3 separate regions of the Sus scrofa genome follow, and regions 2 and 3 are each linked to region 1. A link is a contact called in public promoter capture Hi-C data. All regions are on one chromosome and are shown on one strand. Each heading gives the region's core, a stretch centred on a gene start, on an enhancer-like site or on the middle of the called end of the contact. The rest is flanking DNA. Distances are from core to core; before and after follow the strand shown.

Region 1 (2,996 bases), core at 171-2,670:
GCTCAGCGGCGCTCTCCTTCCTGGGAGTGGCGGGGCAGGGGGAGTGACCGTTGGACCTGGTGGGTTTGCTGCAGGTGTGACCCCGGCCCGGCCTCCCATTCCCGTCACCATCCCGTCTGTGGGCGTGGTGAACCCCATCCTGGCCAGCCCTCCGACGCTCGGTCTCCTGGAGCCCAAGAAAGAAAAGGAGGAGGAGGAGCTGTTTCCCGAGTCTGAGCGGCCGGAGATGCTGAGTGAGCAGGAGCACATGAGCATCTCGGGCAGCAGCGCCCGCCACATGGTGATGCAGAAGCTCCTCCGCAAGCAGGAGGTGGGCGGCCGGGGCCAGCGGGGTGGGCTGGGGTGGGGTGGTCCAGCCAGCCACAGCTCTCAGCTGTCCCCCCCACAGTCCACAGTGATGGTTCTGCGCAACATGGTGGACCCCAAGGACATCGATGACGACCTGGAAGGGGAGGTGACTGAGGAGTGTGGCAAGTTTGGTGCTGTCAACCGTGTCATCATCTACCAAGAGAAGCAGGGCGAGGAGGAGGATGCGGAGATCATTGTCAAGATTTTTGTGGAGTTTTCTGTAGCCTCTGAGACTCACAAGGCCATCCAAGCCCTTAATGGGCGCTGGTTTGCGGGCCGCAAGGTGGTGGCTGAAGTTTATGACCAGGAGCGTTTTGACAACAGTGACCTCTCCGCGTGACCTTGGCCCCGTTTCCCCGGACTCGCACTTTTTCCTTGTTTCCTCTGGGTTTTATAGAGTGATTCGGTGATACCTGGGGCTCAGCCGCCCAGCCTGTGGATAAAGGTGCAGATGCTGCTGGCCCTGAGAGTCCCTGTCTGACGGTGGTCTTATTGGCTCCGGGGGGGTGGGGGGGGCCCGGGCAAGCACCGGGCGGGTCTGGGGACTGAGTGGGGCGGGGGAGGCGTCCCCGGGGGTCTGCGGGGGCTGCTAGGTTCCCGGTCCCCGCCCAGGGCAGCGGAGGGTCGTGGGCGTGGCTTTCCTGCTGTGCGGGCGGGGTGCGGGTCGGGTTGCACTGTCACCTCCCCAGGTAGTGCTGGGAGAAGGCTGGCCCAGAGTTCCTCAAGCTCCCGGACACGTCAAGCCGCCAGATACCTGGAGCGCCGCCAAGGCCCGGGCGGCTCCATCTCGGAGTCGCGAGGCCAAGTGAGGGAGGGGGCCGGGTGGGCGAGAGGCTGCAGCAGGACGCTTGAGGCCCGGCCAGGTTGGGACTGGCTTTGAGCGGACTTCAGCTCCCACCATGCCTTGCGCCGGGGCGTTGGCGTCGCGGGGCGGAAGCCGGGCTTCCCGACGGGCCGTGCGCGGGGCCGCTACGGGTTCTCAGAGGCACCGGCACCGCGGGGCCTTATGGAGGTTGTAGTTCCCGGCGGCAATGGGCGGAGAGGGCGGGCCTCGGCTTCCCGGCGGGCTGCGCGGCGGCCGGCGGTTGTCGGCGGGGCAGTCCGGCGGGCAGCGGCGGCGGTTCCGGCTGGGGCACAGCGGCGGACGAGTGGACTGGCAGGGCCAAGTGGGCCGGGCGGGATGCGGGGCCGCCGCCGCCCCCTGAGAGTCTGAGCGCCGTCCGGGCCGCGCCCCCAGCTCAGGCCGCCGCGGTCCGAGCGGCCCGAGCGTTCCGAGCGTTCCAAGCGCGGGCCGGGCCCAGCGCCGCCGCCGCCGCCCCGGCCGCCCCCCGCTCCTCCCCCGCCCCAGCGCTCATGCGGGCCGAGCCCCGCCCCCCGCCTGCCGCCCGAGCCCGCGCCTGCCCGCACCATGCTCAAGTGCATCCCGTTGTGGCGCTGCAACCGGCACGTGGAGTCGGTGGACAAGCGGCACTGCTCGCTGCAGGCCGTGCCGGAGGAGATCTACCGCTACAGCCGCAGCCTGGAGGAGCTGCTCCTGGACGCCAACCAGCTCCGCGAGCTGCCCAAGGTGAGCGGCTGCCTCACCTGCCTCCGGCCCAGCCCTCCTCTCTGGTCCGTAGGGTTGGCCCGGCTGCGACCGCTCGCTCCTCCGAGCTCTCAGCTGGCGCTGGCCGGGGCGGGACACCACAGTCTCCAGCCGGCCTTGCTGGTTCTTACTGGCCAGAGCCCCACCCCGGCCAGCCGCACCTTCCTCACCCGCCGCGGGTGCTGGCACCAGGTGGCAGCGGTCATCAGGTGCCTGCTGGGGGCGGGGATGGTCACAGCCCAGAGGAGGAGCTGCAGGTTGAAAGCCTGGGGGCAAGGTGGATGGGATTGGAGTGGATCTGGGTGGAAGGTGAACCTGGTGTGGCTAATGGACGGGAACTTGCTGGACCTCCCTGGAGGTGGGGAGTCCAGCCCTCTGCCCGACTGCCCTCTTCTTCCTGTGGGTGCTGGGGCGAAGGTGGGGAGAGACCTTCGAAGGTGCTTGTGCGTGGCACGTCTGTGTCTTACCTGCCTCTCACCGCCTTGTTTCTTCCGTCAGCTTGGTTTTCCTCCTCCAAAGGCCACTTGGGAGAGGAGGTTAGAGGAAGCAGATCACAAAAGGATTTCCTTTTTGGAGATGGGGTGCTAAGTGGCCCAGCGCCTGGGGGCTGTGTGCCGCAAAGGGTGTGGCTCCACTCCAGGCTCGGGCCAGGGCTCCTCACCCACCTCGGGTCCCGCACTTTACCTGCAGATACTGCGTGCCGGCAGCACACAGACCTGTGCTCATTCGCTCTTTTTCCTTTGTAAGGGGGCATGTTCAAATCCCGGGCCAGGGATTGAATCTGAGCCGCAGCTGTGACTTACACTGTAGCTGCTGCAACCCCAGATCCTTAATCCACTGTGCCGGGCCTGGGATCAAACCCAAACCTCTGCAGCCACTCGAGCTGCTGCTGTTGGGTTCTTAACCCACTGCACCGCAACGTAAACTTCTCTCTGCTCTTTTCGTTATACTTTTGTTTTGGTAGTTGCCAAATTTTTGTCACAGGGTGAGGCTGGGCTGGTTTCTACTGGGAGGCAGCAGGAGAAACCCTGCAGGCCTCCGAGGGCCCACCTGTTGGGTGGGC
Region 2 (3,118 bases), core at 605-3,104, 160 kb after region 1:
CCCAGCCGGAAGGCGGCCACGGCCACAGAGGACGACGAGGACGATGACATTGACCTGTTCGGCAGCGACGAAGAGGAGGACAAGGAGGCTGCCCGGCTGCGGGAGGAGAGGCTGCGGCAATACGCCGAGAAAAAGGCCAAGAAGCCCGCCCTGGTGGCCAAGTCCTCCATCCTGCTGGATGTCAAGCCTGTGAGTGGCTCGCCTGACCCCCCCCCCGCCTGCCCTGGGCTCCCGGAGGGGGCAGGGGGGTGGGAAGGCAAATGCAGCTCTGAGCCAGCCTCCTCCCCTCTGTCCCGCAGTGGGACGACGAGACGGACATGGCCCAGCTGGAGGCCTGTGTGCGCTCCATCCAGCTGGACGGGCTGACCTGGGGCGGCTCCAAGCTGGTGCCTGTGGGCTACGGCATCCGCAAGCTGCAGATCCAGTGCGTGGTGGAGGACGACAAGGTGGGCACCGACCTGCTGGAAGAGGAGATCACCAAGTTCGAGGAGCACGTGAGTGGCAGGACCCCCCTGGGGGGGGGGGCGGCCCCCCGAGACCGGGCCCCATGTGACCCCCGCCCTCTCCCCCTCAGGTGCAGAGTGTGGACATTGCCGCCTTCAACAAGATCTGAGAGCCCCGGCCCGCGCCTGAGAGTGCGATGCCTTGCAGCCAATAAAGACTGAGATTCCAGCTCTGGCCCCTGTCTGGTCTGGTGTCGCCGGGGGCACGTTCAGTGAGCAGCACTCTGCCAGGCCCCAGGCCTCAGGCTTGGCCTGCAGCTCGGGAGTGTCCACCTGGGCCCCATCGGTCCTGCTGCTCCTGCTCCAGCCTCCTCCCCTTTCTCGGCCTCTTTCTCCATGGCCCTCTGCCTGCCCATCCGCTGCTCCCATCTCGCTCCCCTTTGAACTGCAAGTACCACGTGCACGTCTCGCTTTAAAGGGAGCACGTGCTGGCTCCGTCACCCCAGGAGGCATCCCCGTCCCCCAGCGTCTCCACTTGGTCTCCTTTCCCAGCCCCACGTGAGCGCAAAAGTGCCTGCCCCAGCAGGGGAGGTCCCAGTGGCTGTGCTGGCCTTGCTGTTGAGACCTGTTTAAAATCCTGCCATGCACCCCACCATCTCCACACCTCTGAGAAGGGGGCTGGGCTTTTTTGCCTGAGCCCTGAGGCCCCCACTGCCCAGCCCTGTGCCCCTCCCTTCAGTCTTGGGGGGGGTGCACACGTGTGCACACAGCTACCCCATGCGAGGCCCACACCCGTGGTCACCCCTCACCCTCCAGAGACCTGGGCCAGGCAGGTCCCACCACAGACTGCTGCCCTGTGGAGTTGTGCCTGCTGTCTGCCCGGGAGCCCGAGGCCTGAGCTGTACGTGTGCCACTAGTGAGTGGTTCTTCCCCTGGGCTGTTGGCCACAGGGCTGCTGAGGGAGCCGTTTTTGGCATTTGGGAGAAAGTGGGTTGAGCTTACTCTGGTCGAGCTGGTGTCCTCTGGGCCCCCCTCGGGTTTTTGTGGGGCTCAGAGTGCAGGACCTGGAAGCCTGTGGTGCCAGGTGGTTCGGGAAGTGGCACCACACGCCCTGCTCAAAGGGCAGGGGCCTGGCCTGGGGGGAATAAAGTTCAGCCGTGTGTGGGGTTTGAATTTCCCTCTTCGACCCTCTCCCCTGCTGCACGAACTCCCAGCCCGGCGGGGACCAGGATGCTCCAAGGGGAGCTGGGATGACCAGCGAGAGCGCACGTCCCCAACTCCAGCCCGCCGCCGGGAACCCCACGCCACGCCCCCAGTGTCGGGAGGTCGGCGGCCCGCCCGCCGCGGATTCTGGGTGCCAGGAAAGGCGGTCGCTGCCCTGTGCCCCAACCTCCCGGCCCCTGGTTGGACCAGCTGACAGGGCGGGCCCTGGGGAGTGCGGCGTCACGCGGGCAGGCGGGCAGAGTCCGGGCGCGGGGCCGATGGCGGCGGAGCAGGACCCCGAGGGGCGCGCGGCGGCGCGGCCGCTGCTCACCGACCTCTACCAGGCCACCATGGCGCTGGGCTACTGGCGCGCCGGCCGCGCGCAGGAGGCAGCCGAGTTCGAGCTCTTCTTCCGCCGCTGCCCGTTCGGCGGCGCGTTCGCCTTGGCCGCGGGGCTGCGCGACTGCGTGCGCTTCCTGCGCGCCTTCCGCCTGCGGGACGCAGGTAGCTCCCGCCCGCGAGCCCGGCCCGCCCCGCGGCCCGCGATCGCCACCGCCCACCACGGCCTCTCGCCCCCAGATGTGCAGTTCCTGGCCTCGGTGCTGCCCCCAGACACAGAGCCCGCGTTCTTCGAGCACCTTCGTGCCCTCGACTGCTCCGGGGTGACGGTGCGGGCGCTGCCCGAGGGCTCCTTGGCCTTCCCCGGCGTGAGTGCGGGGCGGCCGGGGGCGGGGGCGGGGGAGCGGAGGGGGCGGGGGCGGGGGAGCGGAGCGGGCGGCGCCAAGCTGACAGCGCGCCCCGCAGGTACCGCTGCTGCAGGTGTCCGGGCCGCTCCTGGTGGTGCAGCTGCTGGAGACGCCGCTCCTCTGCCTGGTCAGCTACGCCAGGTGGGGCCCCTCCTGCCCGAGGCCGGAAGGCTGGGCTGGCGAGCGGGGCCGGGGCGCGGCCTTCCGGGAGGGCCCTGCGGGGCGGGGCCCCACGTGGAGGGCGGGGCGAGGGGCGGGGCCGAGGCCTCCGCAGAGGGTCTCCCGCCGCCGCTGTGCAGGCCTGGGGGAGGCTGGCCCCTGGGGGGCTTCCTGGCCTTCCTCCGGGTCCCCTGAGCCTTTGCTCCCACAGCCTCATCGCCACGAACGCGGCGCGGCTTCGCCTGATCGCAGGGCCGGAGAAGCGGCTGCTGGAGATGGGGCTTCGACGCGCTCAGGGCCCTGATGGGGGTCTCACGGCCTCCACCTACAGCTACCTGGGCGGTGAGGGCCGGACCGGGAGGCATGGTCTAGGGAAGGAGGAGGCTTGGCCTGAGATGCCCCGCTTCAGGGCCTGAAGTCCCCTAACCCTGCCTTATGCTCTGGCCCAGGCTTCGATGGCAGCAGCAACGTGCTGGCAGGACAGCTGCGGGGTGTGCCTGTGGCCGGGACCCTGGCGCACTCCTTTGTCACTTCCTTTTCAGGCGCTGAGGTGCCCCCCGACCCTGT
Region 3 (3,161 bases), core at 373-2,872, 220 kb before region 1:
CTTGTCGTCTCCCGCCATCTTACAGGAGTAGCTCTCGATCCTGGAGATGCAGGCGGGACCATAGAGGACGCCACCCCCAGGTCAGGTCAGAGCCAGCGCGGCATGAGCTCTGCAACGCCAGCCCCGGGCCCCGGCCTCACCTGCCAATGATGTGGGCATCTCCCGTCTCCACGGTCAGCTGCGAGTTGATGGCCTCGAAGCTGGAGTTCTCCAACAGCTTCATGTCCTTGGGGCGGAGGGTCCTGTGCTTCGGGGGGCTCGTGCTGCCTGGGGATGGAAGGTCAGTCTGTGGGTATCTGGCCCTTGAGGCTCCACCTTCGGGCCCTCCTCCCACTGAGTGGCACCACCATAAACAAGCTGGGTTCCTCCTGCAGCCTGCTCCCAAGCCTTCAGCACTGGTGGAGGGAACAGATGCCCTTTCACTGAGACTGGCAAGTCCAGGCCCACCGCAGCCACACCTCCTGCACTTCACAGGAGTTCTTGGGCCAGGCTGGGGGACCAATGGGGGATCCTGTGCACCCTGGGGATGCTGGTTTAGTGTCTGCTCCAAGACTCCCCGTTCGAACTGAAGAGCCCCGCCCACCAAGGGGGGCACTGTGAGCCTGCGAAGGAACGAGACTCCTCCAGCCAAGCTCCTCAGCCAGGTAAAGAACCCGCAGCCGGTTCGGAACCAGGAGACCAGGGGCTCGGCCCTGCGGGCCACCTGGGTGCGGCGCTCTTCCCTATTCTACAGGCTGCCTTCTAGCAAAGGGGGAGAGAAAAACCCATGAGTTCCTGCTTCACTCCCCAAGGACGCCGGGGAGCAGAGGGAGGCCCCACGACCCCCCAAGGGCTTGTCAGCGGGGCCGCTAGGGCGCTCCCGGGTCGGCCGGGTCTAAGGGGAACCCCAGTCTAGCCACGCGAACTACAAATCCCAGGAAGCCGTGCGCCTCGAGACGCACGCACGCGCGCCAACGCAAAGCCTGCTGGGGGCTGTAGTTCCGGAGCCGCCGAGTCGGCGCCGGGCACAGGGGCGTTCGCCTACCTGCTTGCGCTGCGCTCAATCCGGTTGGGCCGGGTCGGACCGGGCCAGACAGGGCAGGTCGATAGGCGTCGGTGCGGGTGAGAAGGCGGTGCGGGCCCCGGACAGCGCGAGCTCCTCAGGACCGGAGGGCGGCGCCGCGGCCTCCTCTCGGGCCGCACTGTATCCGGGGGAAGAAGCTCCGCGGCGACGTCCCGTTACTCCCGGCCCTGCCGGCCCATCCGGGCTGCCACCGCGACATAGCCACGCCCCTGTACGGCGCCCGACTATCGCGACCGACCTGCCCGCCGACCGCCACAGAAGGCCTGAGCAGGCGAGCGAACGACCTCTGCCTCCCCGGGCCGGACAACAACAAGCGTCCGCCAGGTCCGGCCCCACGCGTCTGAATGGCCCGCTCCAGCCGCCGGGATCGGGAGCTCGCACAGCCATTCGGGGGTTTACCCGCCGCTCAGTCCTGTCTTATGCTCCTACTGGCTGTGGCGCCTGTCCATCATCCTCTCCGCCGTGCGAACACGCCTTCCCCGCTGGCGCTCATTGGCCACGACCCCCGCCGGCTCCGCCCCAGGTGGCTGCCGGGGTTCCCAGGAGGAGCTTGCGGACTAGTGAGGTGTGGGCAGGACCGGGAGGCGGGGCCCGCGGCTGGAGGTCGGCTAGAAGGGGCCTGGGAGCGGTGTCTGGCTTCAGCCAGACGCGGACCTCTGTGCTGCAGTCCCCGCCCGACCCTTTGGGGCCTTCCAGTCGTGGCCAGTGTTTTCATCCTTGACACTTTGCCCCGGGTACGGGCCTCCAGGCCCAGTCTCGCCCTCCCGAATCCGGAGACCCTCGGCCGTGTCCTTCCTGGGCGAAGCGGGCGGGTCGGGCTCCGACGCTTTGGCGGCGCCCGGAACCCCAGGCTCGCGGCTCCAGTTTCCGGCCGGCGGAGGCGCTCGGCCCCCCGAGGCCACGGAAGCGGGCTCAGGGGGCCGGGCCGAGGTCGGACCGGAGATGGCGCCTCCAGCGGGCGGCGCGGCCGCCTCCTCGGACCCGGGCTCGCCGGCGGTGCTCTTGGCCGTGCACGCCGCGGTGAGGCCGCTGGGCGCGGGGCCGGACGCCGAGGCGCAGCTGCGGAGGCTGCAGCTGAGCGCGGACCCCGAGCGACCGGGGCGCTTCCGGCTGGAGCTGCTGGGCGCGGGACACGGGGCGGTGAGTGGGAGCAGCCGCGGAGCCGCGGGGGCCAGGTCCTTCCGTTCGCCAGCAGCGCCCGGGAGCGGTTTTTTTCCTTGCTTCTGTTTACTCGCCCGTAGACTGGAGGTAACGCTGGTACCTCCCTTCATAGGACGACTGAGGAGGTTTCATAAGATAATACGAGTAAAGGGCTTAGGGCAGTGTCAGTGGTCTACACACGTTACCTCGTGTTCTTTTGATCATCTTGCAGTGTGCGCTGGGGGCGAGGCACTGAGCCCGGACTCTCCCCCTCCTCAGGTAGGTTTGGAGTGGCCCTTGGAGTCAGTTTACTACAACGTCCGAGGCCCCAGCCAGCATGAGCTGCAGCCTCCACCAGGAGGGCCTGGGACCCTCGGCCTGCACTTCACGGATCCGCAGGAAGCTCAGCGGTGGGCAGCCCTGGTCCGCAGTGCCACCATGGAAGGACAGAATGGTCAGTGCCCTGGATCGAAGATTCATTTGATTGGCCAGAGACTGTGTCAGTGCTAGGAGAAAATCGCAGTAGCCCAGTCCCCCAGGCCTGGGTAGGGGACTTAGTGATTAGTGGGAAAGCTAGACACTCCTTACCCACTGCTGAGGTTCTGGGGAGATACCCAGGAGGGAGAAAGTAAAGAGCTGGCGCTTGGGGTCCCAGGCAAGTGCAGAGGGCAGAGCAGGCGGGCCCTCGGGACCTGGGTGAGGAGCTAGACTGTCAGAAGCAATGGGAAGCTATTCAGCAGTAGAGTGACAGCCGCGATTCAAGCTACCTAAGACTGGGTGAGGTCTGAATGTATGTGAGTGCCAACAGGTAGGGCTGGAGAGAAGGAGGATGTTTCCAGCGATGCTTAGGAAACGGACTGGCTGGGTTTCATGGAGGTTTAAAAGATAGAGTTAGTGGTTGAGCCAGGAAGCTGCGAGGACCAGACACTGGAGCTTGTAGCCAGAGGGCCTGTCTGGA

What was found. Promoter capture Hi-C pulls out the DNA fragments that hold promoters and counts their contacts.
Region 2: a contact with region 1 is called in a promoter capture Hi-C map of liver, with 4 times the contacts expected there. The contact joins the promoter of NAPRT here to the promoter of SCRIB in region 1. A contact is called at or near these places in 1 of 5 promoter capture datasets (liver) and 1 of 47 Hi-C or Micro-C datasets (epiblast stem cells).
Region 3: a contact with region 1 is called in a promoter capture Hi-C map of liver, with 4 times the contacts expected there. The contact joins the promoter of SHARPIN here to the promoter of SCRIB in region 1. A contact is called at or near these places in 1 of 5 promoter capture datasets (liver), 1 of 47 Hi-C or Micro-C datasets (liver) and 2 of 2 datasets of contacts at active chromatin or transcription factors (alveolar macrophages and skeletal muscle).

The regions. Positions count from the first base shown.
Region 1 is chr4:823,505-826,500 of Sscrofa11.1, forward strand. SCRIB (protein scribble homolog) reads left to right here and starts at 1,421. Exons shown (of 38, transcript XM_021090546.1): 1 at 1,421-1,915. The coding sequence starts at 1,757. It overlaps PUF60 (poly(U)-binding-splicing factor PUF60), which reads left to right. Exons shown (of 10, transcript XM_021090445.1): 9 at 75-310; 10 at 389-817. The coding sequence ends at 688.
Region 2 is chr4:981,574-984,691 of Sscrofa11.1, forward strand. NAPRT (nicotinate phosphoribosyltransferase) reads left to right here and starts at 1,855. Exons shown (of 13, transcript XM_021090465.1): 1 at 1,855-2,150; 2 at 2,226-2,353; 3 at 2,451-2,533; 4 at 2,763-2,893; 5 at 3,001-3,116. The coding sequence starts at 1,925. It overlaps EEF1D (elongation factor 1-delta), which reads left to right. Exons shown (of 8, transcript XM_021090459.1): 6 at 1-189; 7 at 300-494; 8 at 575-677. The coding sequence ends at 613.
Region 3 is chr4:599,076-602,236 of Sscrofa11.1, forward strand. SHARPIN (sharpin) reads left to right here and starts at 1,623. Exons shown (of 9, transcript XM_003125446.6): 1 at 1,623-2,203; 2 at 2,483-2,657. The coding sequence starts at 2,006. MAF1 (repressor of RNA polymerase III transcription MAF1 homolog) reads right to left here and starts at 1,445. Exons shown (of 8, transcript XM_003125444.4): 1 at 1,025-1,445; 2 at 141-267; 3 at 1-40. The coding sequence starts at 223.